2 separate regions of the Sus scrofa genome follow, and region 1 is linked to region 2. A link is a contact called in public Hi-C data. All regions are on one chromosome and are shown on one strand. The core of a region is the stretch at or near the end of the contact, and the rest is flanking DNA. Distances in the headings are between cores, read along the strand shown.

Region 1 (5,656 bases), core at 387-2,886, 67 kb before region 2:
CAGCCGTTAGAACAGGAGTCCGTGTTTCCACCCAGCAGGTGTCGAAGGCGCGTTCCCGGCTCCTTTGCAAAGTCTCGAGCGGAAAAGAAATTGCCCCGTGAGCTGCTTCCCGCTCCCGGCTGGCTCTCCACCCTCGTCTGCTCACGGCCCCCTCAGCCCAGGCCGGGCCCCCCACGCAGGCCATGTGACTCACTGGCCGTCGCTGGGGCTGCCGCACACGCAGGCCCCCCCCCACCCCCGGAGCATGAGCAGGGGTCCCCTCTCTCCTCATGGCTCTGCCCACACCCTGGACCCTCCCCGGCCCCCAAGCTGCCTTTCTCCTCCGAGGCCCACGGCCCCGCACGGGAGAGCCGCAGGGGCACAGGGATGGTTCCGATCCGATACGCTCATCGCACAGCGAGCCGAGTCCCATGGGGGCCGAGTTCATGCCTCACCCCCCTCCTGACACGTGCCAGGGGCCCTCTGAACAGGAGCAGAGGAAGTCGCCCAGGAGCCAGCCTCTGAAAGACACTGGCAACTTTCTCCGGAGAAGGAGCCTGCTCGGTACTCAGTGCAATCACATTGCAGCTCCCTGACCAACCCTGAGCCGGAGGCCCGCTGGCCCTGAAGCCGTAACTTCACACCATGGAAAGCTGTACACACTCCAGCAAGATCGGCGGAGGCGCTGTTCTCTCCAACAGCACTGCTGACTCCAAGGCAGACCCACCTCTTCTCCCCGGGAACACGTACGGCGTCTGCTGGTTCCATCACCCCCTGGTCCTCAGGCCACCGAGGACGGCTGCAGGGCAGGGAAGCCAGCATCTGCCAAATACCTGCGACCGGCCCACGCTGTCTCAGGCCCCTCTACCCTGGTTACAAGCTACGGCAACCAACCCACACGCGGCCATTGAGGGAGACAGTATATCACCTTATATTTTACAGACGTAGAAAGTGAGGCTCAGCCTCTAAAACCACCTGCTAAAAATCAGACACTGGGAGTTCCCACTGTGGCTCAGTGGGTTAAGGACTCAACGTTGTCTCTGTGAGGATTCAGATTCAGTCCCTGGCCTCGCTCTGTAGGTTAAGGATCTGGCATGGGTATGAGCTGTGGTGTAGGTCACAGATGTGGCTCGGATCTGCTGTGGCTATGGCTGTGGTGTAGGCCGCAGCTGCAGCTCCCATTTGAGCCCTGGCCCAGGAACTTCCATTAACTGCAGGTGCAGCCATTAAAAAAAAAAAAAGAAAAGCAAAAAACAAACAACAACAACAACAACAAAGCTGTACAGTAGAAAACGACAGAAGCCTGTAAACCAGCGATAGTGGAAAAAATACAAATTATTTTTTAAAAATCGGACACTAGTCCATGACACGGCTGGGGCTTTCAGGCACCAGGTCTGTCCATGAAAAGATCTTTCTAACACTCATGGTTGTCCTCTCTTTCCCTTTTGTAACAGTTCCCAAAGGGGAAACGTCACCCCGAAAGGAACAGAACGGAGGCCCCAAAGGGACGCGCTCCAGGTTAAGTTTCCAAGTAGACAGCTTCACAGAGAGGGAAACTCCACCGCTTTCCGTGTAACTCAAGTCCTGGCTGCACCACGACGTCCCCGCGGGTGACTAATCACCCCTGCGCACTCAGCCCACTCCTTCCTCTGGCCAGATGAAGAAAGATAATTTAGTCCAGATCATCGGCCCGGATCCCTCCCAGCCTTGAAGGCCGTTCTCTCCCTCCCAGCCCCATCCCGGCTGGAGACCGAGTCGCCCCCCCCACCCCGCTCCGCCCTCCCCTCCAGGGCTGGCTGCCGGCCACCGACACTCTGCGGTCTCACGCTGGACCCTAGCCAGGTCCCTCCTCAATTCCCGGGGGGCAGGAGGCGGTGCGGGAGTCCACGCGGGGTTAAAATCTTCGCTCAGTGCTTTGGAAAACAGCTGCCTGATGCCTGAGTGTCTCTATTCATGAAAGGAGAGTGTTTCAACTTCCGCTTAGTGTGTCGAAACAATCAAATTATTCATGTTCTGGGAAAGCAGCACACAGGATGGGATCAAAGTCAGGTTTATGAATCGGCCCAGCCTCCCGTCCTAGGGCTGCAAAGGTGTGTGAAGCGGGGGCTGCCTCTGAGCTGATGGGATGTCTCGGGCCCCGCTGGGGGGTCTCCTGTAGTCGGCACAGCCTCAATACAGGGCCTGAAACCCACGCATCCACTTCGAGAAATATATGCCAAGAAAGTCAACTGGCCCCATGAGCAAAAATGGATAAGGATGTTTAATCAGCGTGTTCCACCCCCAAATTCGAAAACAATCTAAATATTCACGAGAGAAGAATGCTTGGCACCGTAGCCCAGCCCTGTGCAGACGTTTGAGAGGACGGGGCACATCCGTGTCATTCCCTTGAAAAAGCGCCACGAGACACGGTTCGGTGGGAGAAACAGGGCCACCAGGCTTTCGGTCAAAGGTGTGCACACGCCCGTCTGCAGGAAGGCAGGTCCGCGGCCAACACGCTGACGCAAGGCTACCGCTTTTTCATGAACGTCTTTACAGCGTCAACTTTTTCCTTAATTCTCACTGTTTTAACATCGGGGAGGACGCTACTTCCACTCTGAAGTCACATCCTGCAAAAGAAATAACCCTCAGAGGAGCACCCTTCCCCTCAGAAACAGTCTCACGTGCTGCTCCCCAGGACCGCGCTTGCCTGAGACTCTGGGTCCAGGCTCGGGCAGAGGCACGATGCTAGGTCAAAGGGCAAATGACGGAGGGCTGAAAAGAGGTCCCAGGAAAATGTGTATTTTTTTTTTCTCTTTTTGCCTTTTCTGGGGCTGTTCCTGTGGCATATGGAGGTTCCCAGGCTAGGGGTGGCATCGGAGCTGTAGCCACCGGCCCATGCCAGAGCCACAGAAACTCGGGATCTGAGCTGCATCTGCGACCTACACCACCGCTCACGGCAACGCTGGATCCTTAACCCACTGAGCAAGGCAAGGGATTGAACCCGCAACCTCATGATTCCTAGTCAGATTCGTTAACCACTACGCCACGACGGGAACTCCGAACATGTTTATTTTTTTAAGCCTGCACCTGGGGCACATGGAAGTTCCTGGGCCAGAGGTGACCTATGCCGCAGCTGCAATCATGCTGGATCCTTTAACCCATTGCACTGGGCTGGGGTTTGAACCCACACCTCTGCAGCAACCCAAGCTGCTGCAGGTGGATTCTTAATCCCTGTGCCACGGTGGGAACTCTGAGGTACTAGTAAAATTTGAAAAAATAAAAAGGAACAGCTGTTAACAGGAGCATCCCCAAAGGGTGGTACCCGAAGCGCCATTCAGCACCATTGCTTCCAGCTCCGTTCCAGGAGTGAGAACTCACTGACGTCACAAAATACTGGGATTTGAAACAGTACAAAACAGGCAAGTCGGGTTTCCAAAGGGAGCTGGAGACCAGAGTGTCGGACGAAGAAGACACACGTCCCAATGCTCGGCACGTGGCGGGCCCGGTCCGGCCTCGTCCTTGTCTACACAGCCTGCCCGCAACTCAGAGTCCCAGTCCCCTCCCTGAAAGTGAGGGCACTGGGTCAGGACCGTCTCTGGCGCCCATCGCAGCTCTAAGATTCCAATTCTGGAATCCTGATCAAGTTGCAGGTCATCGGGCCATAAAGCCAGCTTCACCCATTTCTCACTGTCAGGGACGGCTGACTCGGGGTCCTGCCTACACGATAAATGACACCGGAACCTCCGGCCAGAGCAGGAGCTTCACGTGGACCTTCTAACAGGAAGGCTACACGGCAGCATCCCTCTGCCTGGACCGGGCAGCTTCGCCTCCGAGTCCGAAGAGACCCAGCCTGTGCAAGAAGCGCTTGCACTGTCTCGCTTCGGTCACCAGAGCCCTCCTGGACTGGCTCTCTCAACACACACATGGGCAGAACCAGGGACTCGGGTCCAACCCCACAGCCTCTTCAGAGACTGAAAACGAAGGATGAGAAGCTTCCCGCAGGAATGCCTCGTCTGCGCCTCTGCTGTGCTCGAGATGTGAGCTCGAGAGGCCACAGCACTCGTCACTGGATGACTTGTCTTTCTTTTTTAATTTTAATCTTTTATTTTTTGTCTTTTGTCTTGTTAGGGCCACACCCGTGGCATACGGAGGTTTCCAGGCTAGGGGTGGGATCAGAGCTGTAGCTGCTGGCCTACACCACAGCCACAGAAACACAGCATCCAAGCCGCATCTGTGACCTGCACCACAGCTCACCGCAACACCGGATCCTTAACCCACTGAGCAAGGCCAGGGATCGAACCCACATCCTCATGGATCCTTAGTTGGGTTCGTTAACCATTGAGCCATGACGGGAACTCCTGGATGACTTTTATTTTTATTTATTTATTTAATTTTTTGTATTTTTGCCTTTTCTAGGGCCGCTCCCGCGGCATATGGAGGTTCCCAGGCTAGGGGTCTAATCAGAGCTGTAGCTGCCAGCCTACGCCAGAGCCACAGCAACTCGGGATCCGAGCCACATCTGCAACCTACACCACAGCTCACGGCAACGCTGGGTCCTTAACCCACTGAGCAAGGCCAGGGATCGAACCTGCCACCTCATGGTTCCTAGTCGGATTCATTAACCACTGCGCCACGACGGGAACTCCTGGATGACTTTTAAATTCACAAAAATGGTTCTCCCACAATGAATGCTTAAGCAAATGTGACCTTTCAGTTTAGGAAATCTCATCTGCCTTAGGCAGCCTAAGTTTCTCCTTTCAGGTGTTGTGCCTTATTAGAGAAAATCAATACTTAAAACTGGATAGGAATTGAATGTACAGGCTTGCTTGGCTCACAGCATTGGCCATAATTTAATTCCTATCTTTTGGGAAAGAAAAGCCCATCAGTACTTATCCTTGCTACTTTGAGGAAACGCCTCACAGAAAGTTCTTTTTCTATGAATAATAAGAAATACCATGCTTGGGTGGTTATACGGCATAAATGCAGTGGTTGTGGCTGTTATTTCTGTTATTTCCACACTATAACAATTCTTATCATTGCTGTCTGCCTCCTGTGTGTCTCCTGCTGTTCTGAGAGACTTATTTTTTCTCTCGTCCGTAAAATAACACTGAGAGATTGGCATTTTGATTCCAATTTTACAGATTAGGAAACTTCAGCTCAGGAGGAGAAAGACCCTGCCCAGCATTGCCTGTGCTGCAGAGCTGCTTAGCGGAGGCGCCTGAAGCCAGCCTGGTGGGCATGGGGACAGGAGAAATGGACCCTGAGCAACTATGACCGTAGCAGCCGAGCCCAATCGGATGCAGAGAAGGAAGCATCCAAGCCGCCACGGTGCTGGAGAGCACACGGCTTCCAGCTCCCACAGCATGGTGGGACCAGTCATTTCCGGAAGATGCATCTGGCAGGTGCACCCCCATCTCCTCTGCCCTGAGCCCCCTCCCCCGCCCCACAGGCACTTTCCCTCCCCGCTGCTCCCCTCCACCTTCCCCTCCTCCAGCCCCCATCCATCACTGTCCTTTGCACCAGACCCTCCAATCATCCCTGAGACCTGATCTTAGCAGAGAAAAATACCAGCCTAGAATTTGCAATCAGTTTCTGACTTTAATGCTGCACACACAGTGGTACATCCAGGTCCTGTCTTTCTGGGTACAGTGATTAACATCTGGTAGGAGTAGCAGCCAAAAATGGTCTGATCTGACAT
Region 2 (5,191 bases), core at 1,505-4,004:
AGAAGCTCTTTGTTCAGGCCCCCAGGGAAAAGCTGGGGAGCTGCCCTCCTCAGCAAAGAACAAGAAGGACAATATTGGAAAGTGGAGCTCAAATGCCACCTTCTCCATCCTCAGGCATCTCTGCTATGAAAGCCCCTTTTCATTTGCTCCATAGAAAAATTAGGCCTGCTTGCAGAACCGGTATTAATTTTCAGTGAAAACGCTAAGACAATCTAAGGAAACCACAAAGAAAATCCATCTGCATTTCTGAAGTCCCCTCCCCTCAAATGAGATCCCTAACAAAACAAACCACGTGGAGTGTGTGACAAAGTACTCTTTTAAATTAATTGAAGACTGCAAATCAAAATAAAGACAAAAACCCTAGTTAACATGAAAATGGTAACTCAGCGGCATCAATCACTCCTGGACCAAACAGCCATCACCTACTTTGAATCCCTGTAATCATCCCAATAAGAAGAGCAAGAAACAAACAAACAAACAAAAAAAAACACACAAAAACAAACAAACAAACAAAAAACCCAAAAACCCTGTGTATCCTTTCTATAAACAGACATGTGGCTTCAAAAAAAAAATCAAGCACACCAAATTCCCATCTCGCCAAACAGATAAATCAGAAGGGAGATTAATATTTTTAAGGATTAATGACCACATTCCTTAGAATTGGAGCTTCCTTATAGGTCATTTAACCTATGATGCAATGTTTTGCAAGTAATAAGATTCAACTATGCTTTAAAGGATTACACAAAGCCACGTACGCCTACTCAAGGTTCTCCCCAAATTCTCTTATTTCAGACTCTCCAAATTAACATCTCCGTTAGAGACTGGCCACACAAATGCCTGCAGTTGGCGGACTTCATGTGACACTCAAAAGGCCGGCAAAATGCTCCTGCCAAGAGTTCTGCACCCAGCACCCCCATTAAGGAAAACATCACACCCACTTGACAGAGGACAGATGTTGCAAGTAAAATGTAATAAGGCTTTGCGAGACAGTATCAAAAAGTTGCTGAAGCATCCATCCACAGTGGTCCTTTGATACAAAGTAAATACCCATGCAATTACACTTTTTGGAAAGAACTAAAGAAGGACCCTTTAGAATTTACATTTTCGGAGACGTCCATTACCTATACCACTGCCACCAAGAGAGCTTTCCTCTGCTGTATTTGGTTGAAAGAACGAAAGGTTTAGACCTGACAAGGTGCTTACCTTGTTCAAAACCCTCAAAGGTGAGGACGCTGAAGCCCCAACGGCTTTGCAGGAACACGGAGCAACCTCTTTCCAGAGCCAGAATCAGAGCAAATAAATTCTAATCAAGGATGCTGCACTGGGCAACAAACACCAGGAAGTAGGAGCACCTATTAATCTCCAAACCCTTAGGAGAGTTGAAGGCCAGGAAAGACTTGGGTCCGCAGTACAGAAAAGGGGCCTCTCGTGTACACATAACTCTTCCTCTCCCTCAGAAGCCCTGCCCACCTCTAGCAGAGCATCTGGCAAAAGCTGTACTCCAGGGGACCAATCTGTCCTTGACGACCGCAGCGCTCAGAGAGCAGGGCGTGATGACTTCAGGGAAGGCTTTGGAGAAGAAGTGCCACCTAAACTGAGATGGTCTGAGGGACGAAGCTGAAAGGACCGGAGCTGGGGGAGGGCAGAGCAGGCAGGGCGAAGGGCCACTTGGCCTTTACAACGGTGACAGCCGCCGTCATTACCACGTTGTCATCTTGCATTCCTGTTATTCATACCCCATCTTGTTCACAAAGAACTGCAATCTGGACATTACAGCCACTTGGGCCTAGAGCTGAGTTCTCCGTCTTGGACCAAACACTCATTCTTAAGAGGGAAAGACTGACTTCTTAGACTTTGCATCCCCAGGGAGAAGGACCATCGGTGGAACATAACAGGTGCTTTTACAAGTTTGACGAAAGGGTAAATGAATGACGCCACTTTAGGTAAGTGGCTGAGCGATACGGAACCTGCAGGGTAGTATCAGATCTTGCCGTCAGGCTGAAATCCAAGTTTTCAGACCCACAACCTCACCGGCGCTACCCTCTCCATAAATCTGACCTCTAACTGTAACTGCCTTGGCCTCATTCCCTGGGTGTGGATTCCCCTCCTTCAAACACACTTTCCAGCCCGCCAAATTCTTGGGAAAGTTTCTTCCACTCTCCAGGCGCTGAGAGCTGCAAAGTTAAATCTGGCTTTCCAGACTACCCCCCCCCCGCCCCCGCCCCCAATCCTAACGGAAATCAAGAAGCTCTGAGCAGAGGGACCAGACGCCCTCCAATCAGAGCCAGCTCCTGGGGGCCGGCCTCACCAGAGCAGGAAATGCGGCGGCCTGATCCCTGGTCCCCAGGCACGGTGACAGCCCCATGCTCCTCTGGGACCCGGCTGGGGTGAGTTCTTGGGGAAGTGTGGCTGCTTCTTCATAAAACAGCAAATGAGAGATTAAATAAAAGAATGGACCCCAGTCCTACACAGGCCCACTGCACCCCCACGCACAGCCTGCCACGCTCAGACGCTTGCCACGACCTACACAAGGACACCCCTCCACACATGGAACCCACAACACACACGCCCGCGCCCACACACTCTGATGAGGGAAAGGGGGGAGCCTGCCTCTGGGAATGATCACACCCCGACAAGCCACAGGGGGAGGGGATGGGGCAGAGCCCCCCAACTCACAAGGTGGCCAGGACACCGCAGGTGCACGTGCACGAGGAGCCACCCTGGGTCACGCTCAAACATTCAGTAAACCGGTCATGGGCGTGGGTGGCAAAATAGAGCCCTGCTCTCAGGGTAACCAGGGTCCCTATGACTGAGGGTCCACGCACTGAAACAGCGAACCAGTCACCCCGCCGGGGAAACGAAGGGCGACCAGAGACAGAGTCTCCCACTCTCAGGCAGCCGGGATCCCCACGCGCAAGGGCCCACGCAGAGCTTCCTTCGGTGACACACGGAGGGAGTGGACATTGAGACAGCGGCCCCATCCTCAGGGTGACCAGGACCCCGTGCAGGGGTTCACCCGCGGAGCCACGCAGAGTCGCAGCAGGCGCGGAGCCCCCTCGGTGCCACTCCGAGGCCGAGACAATACCCAAGCGCCGGGACGCTCGACGGCCCGGTCAGTCCGCGTCCGCGTCCGCGTCCCCGTCCCGCTGGCGCTCAGGGCGGCGGCCACCACCTCGGGCAGCGACCCCGTGGCGTCCAGCTCAACCTGTCACACCCGACGGGGACCCCCGCCCGGCCTGGAACCCCGCCGCCTGAGTCCCCGCCGGGCCCTGGGACCCTCGCCCGACCCGCTAGCCCTGTCCCGCCCTGAACCTCGGCCTGGCTCCGGGACCCCGGCCGCCTGGGACCCAGTCCGGCCCCAGGACCTCCGCCTGGCCCTCGGACCCTCCTCCCGGACCCAGAACCCTGTCCGCCCGGGCACCCCCGCTCGGCCTGGCCCCGAAGCCCGCCGCCTCACCTCAGGCCGCCGCCTCGGCAGCGCTCGCTCCTTGCCGGAGGCGCCCTGGCCAAGCCAGGCAGAGCGGAGCAGCCGGCAGAGCCGGGGCCACCGCAACAATGGAGCCCCGGGGCGGGGCCGCCTCGCAGCCGCCGCAGCCCGTCACCCGCTCTGGCTCGGGATCCGGCTCCCGCTCCGCGCGGAGCAGCGGCCGGCAGAGTCTGCGGCTGGGCTCGGGGACGGCGCAGGCGCACTCACCCCGCCCGCGCAGCTCCGCCCCGCCCCCGGCGGCGCCCGGCGCTCGGGGCCCGCCCCCCGGCCAATGGGGAGGGCGCCGCGCGGAGGGGGCGGGGCCTGGAGAAACAAAGGGAGGTGGGGCGGGGCCGCGCCGGGGCGGGGCCGCGGGGTCCCGCCGGGGGCGGAGCGGAGAGGAGCTGGCTCCGCGGCCCAACCAGGTCCGACCCGGGAAGGCCGGGCTCAGTGACCGCTTGGAATTCGCCCAGCAGGACGTGTTCAAACCGGGAACTCAAATTGATCGGATTGGCCCGCTTTGCAGAAAGAGAAACTGAGGCCCAAGCAGCGAGACCACCTGCACCCCCGACACTAGTCACACAGTCCCGTTCACTGGTTCATTTTTATTCGTTCAAATATTCTCGCAGCCTGTAAGGTGGGCGGTGGGAGCAGAGTAGACGTAAACAGCCCTCCTTGAAGGAGCTGTCAGGCAGGACCAGATGTCTCAGTCACCTAAACCCGCGATAAAGGAGCACCGGGCAGCGCTGTTTCTTTTCCTACCTCAAAGCTTTTGCGGCTGTGCTGTTCCCCACCTGAACGCTCTCCTCTCCCCCCCTGTCACCCACATGTACCCAAATGCCAGTGATCCATAAATCCTCTGACCTCACCGTGTTTGATCTTTAAGCCTCTCCGGACCACACTCTACTGGCGGCTCCCCCAGGAGTCTCCGGATCCAGCCCCTTCTCTACCCCGCCTCTCCGTGCTGGGGTTTTAGGGCGGCTCTTGGCTAGGGCATGGACCCTCTTATCTGGAAATCTCAGGCTTACCCAGGCTTTAAACCATCCACCTACTGCAGTGACTGCCTGCCCCCAGTCTCCAGCCCTGACCTCCCAAGTCCCTAGCTGGACACCCAGGAGGCGTCTGTAATGTTTTACCACCAACTCAAAGCGCTTTCTTCCATGCCCCCACCTGCTCCTCCACCTCCTTCAGTCAATGGCCTGTCCATCCGAACAGGTGCTCTGGATGAAAGCTGAAATCCCACAAGGTCTTTGCGTCCCTCAAGCGCCCCAGGACCCATCCGACCCCAGGACCTCCGCCTGGCCCTGTGGCCCTACCGCAGGCCGGCCTTCTCTGCGTTCCCACCTCGGTACAGCTCCTGCTGGAGTTTTCAGTCTGCTTGGTTTTCCCGCCACCCGGTGAAGTGTGACCCTCTCAGACGAGGCAGGGATGCGACCCTCTCATTTCTGGTGCGGAAGAGGGCCTGGCGCATGGATGCGTGGCTAAGGCTGACAGCGACCGGGGCAGAGCCCCTCCGTGCCTCCCAACACACACAGCACACAAACACACACACACACACAGGCACACCACTGACAGCCCAGTTTCCAGTCTGAGTTGCCAGATTCCTCCGTGGACATAAGAAGCTTCCCCATGCCTCTTCAGCCAGGCCCCTCTGTTTGCAGATATACTTGGAGACCAGAAACACAAAATCTCAGGGAGGGAAGCAGTTCCTGCAAAGGACGGCTG

What was found. Hi-C and Micro-C count contacts between places; a contact is called where the count stands out from the background.
Region 1: a Hi-C map of embryonic fibroblasts shows a contact between it and region 2, with 2.6 times the contacts expected there. The contact joins the enhancer-like site here to the promoter of LOC102159659 in region 2. A contact is called at or near these places in 5 of 47 Hi-C or Micro-C datasets (embryonic fibroblasts, epiblast stem cells, liver and 1 more) and 1 of 2 datasets of contacts at active chromatin or transcription factors (skeletal muscle).

Annotation. Positions count from the first base shown.
Region 1 is chr8:3,133,986-3,139,641 of Sscrofa11.1, reverse strand. The region is part of intron 3 of AFAP1 (actin filament associated protein 1); the gene reads right to left. Among named protein-coding and RNA genes, the nearest start is that of AFAP1, 67 kb to the right of the region's middle. Within about 2 kb of position 1,636, at least 23 of the 83 cell types and tissues checked have an H3K27ac peak or open chromatin away from gene starts, as enhancers often do. A contact at or near this core is called in embryonic fibroblasts, omental adipose tissue and skeletal muscle, where this site is marked.
Region 2 is chr8:3,068,438-3,073,628 of Sscrofa11.1, reverse strand. It overlaps LOC102159659, which reads left to right and starts at 2,754. Exons shown (of 3, transcript XM_021100806.1): 1 at 2,754-2,790; 2 at 2,969-3,253; 3 at 3,352-3,920. The coding sequence starts at 2,754. The coding sequence ends at 3,920. It overlaps AFAP1 (actin filament associated protein 1), which reads right to left and starts at 3,598. Exons shown (of 17, transcript NM_001253821.1): 1 at 3,458-3,598.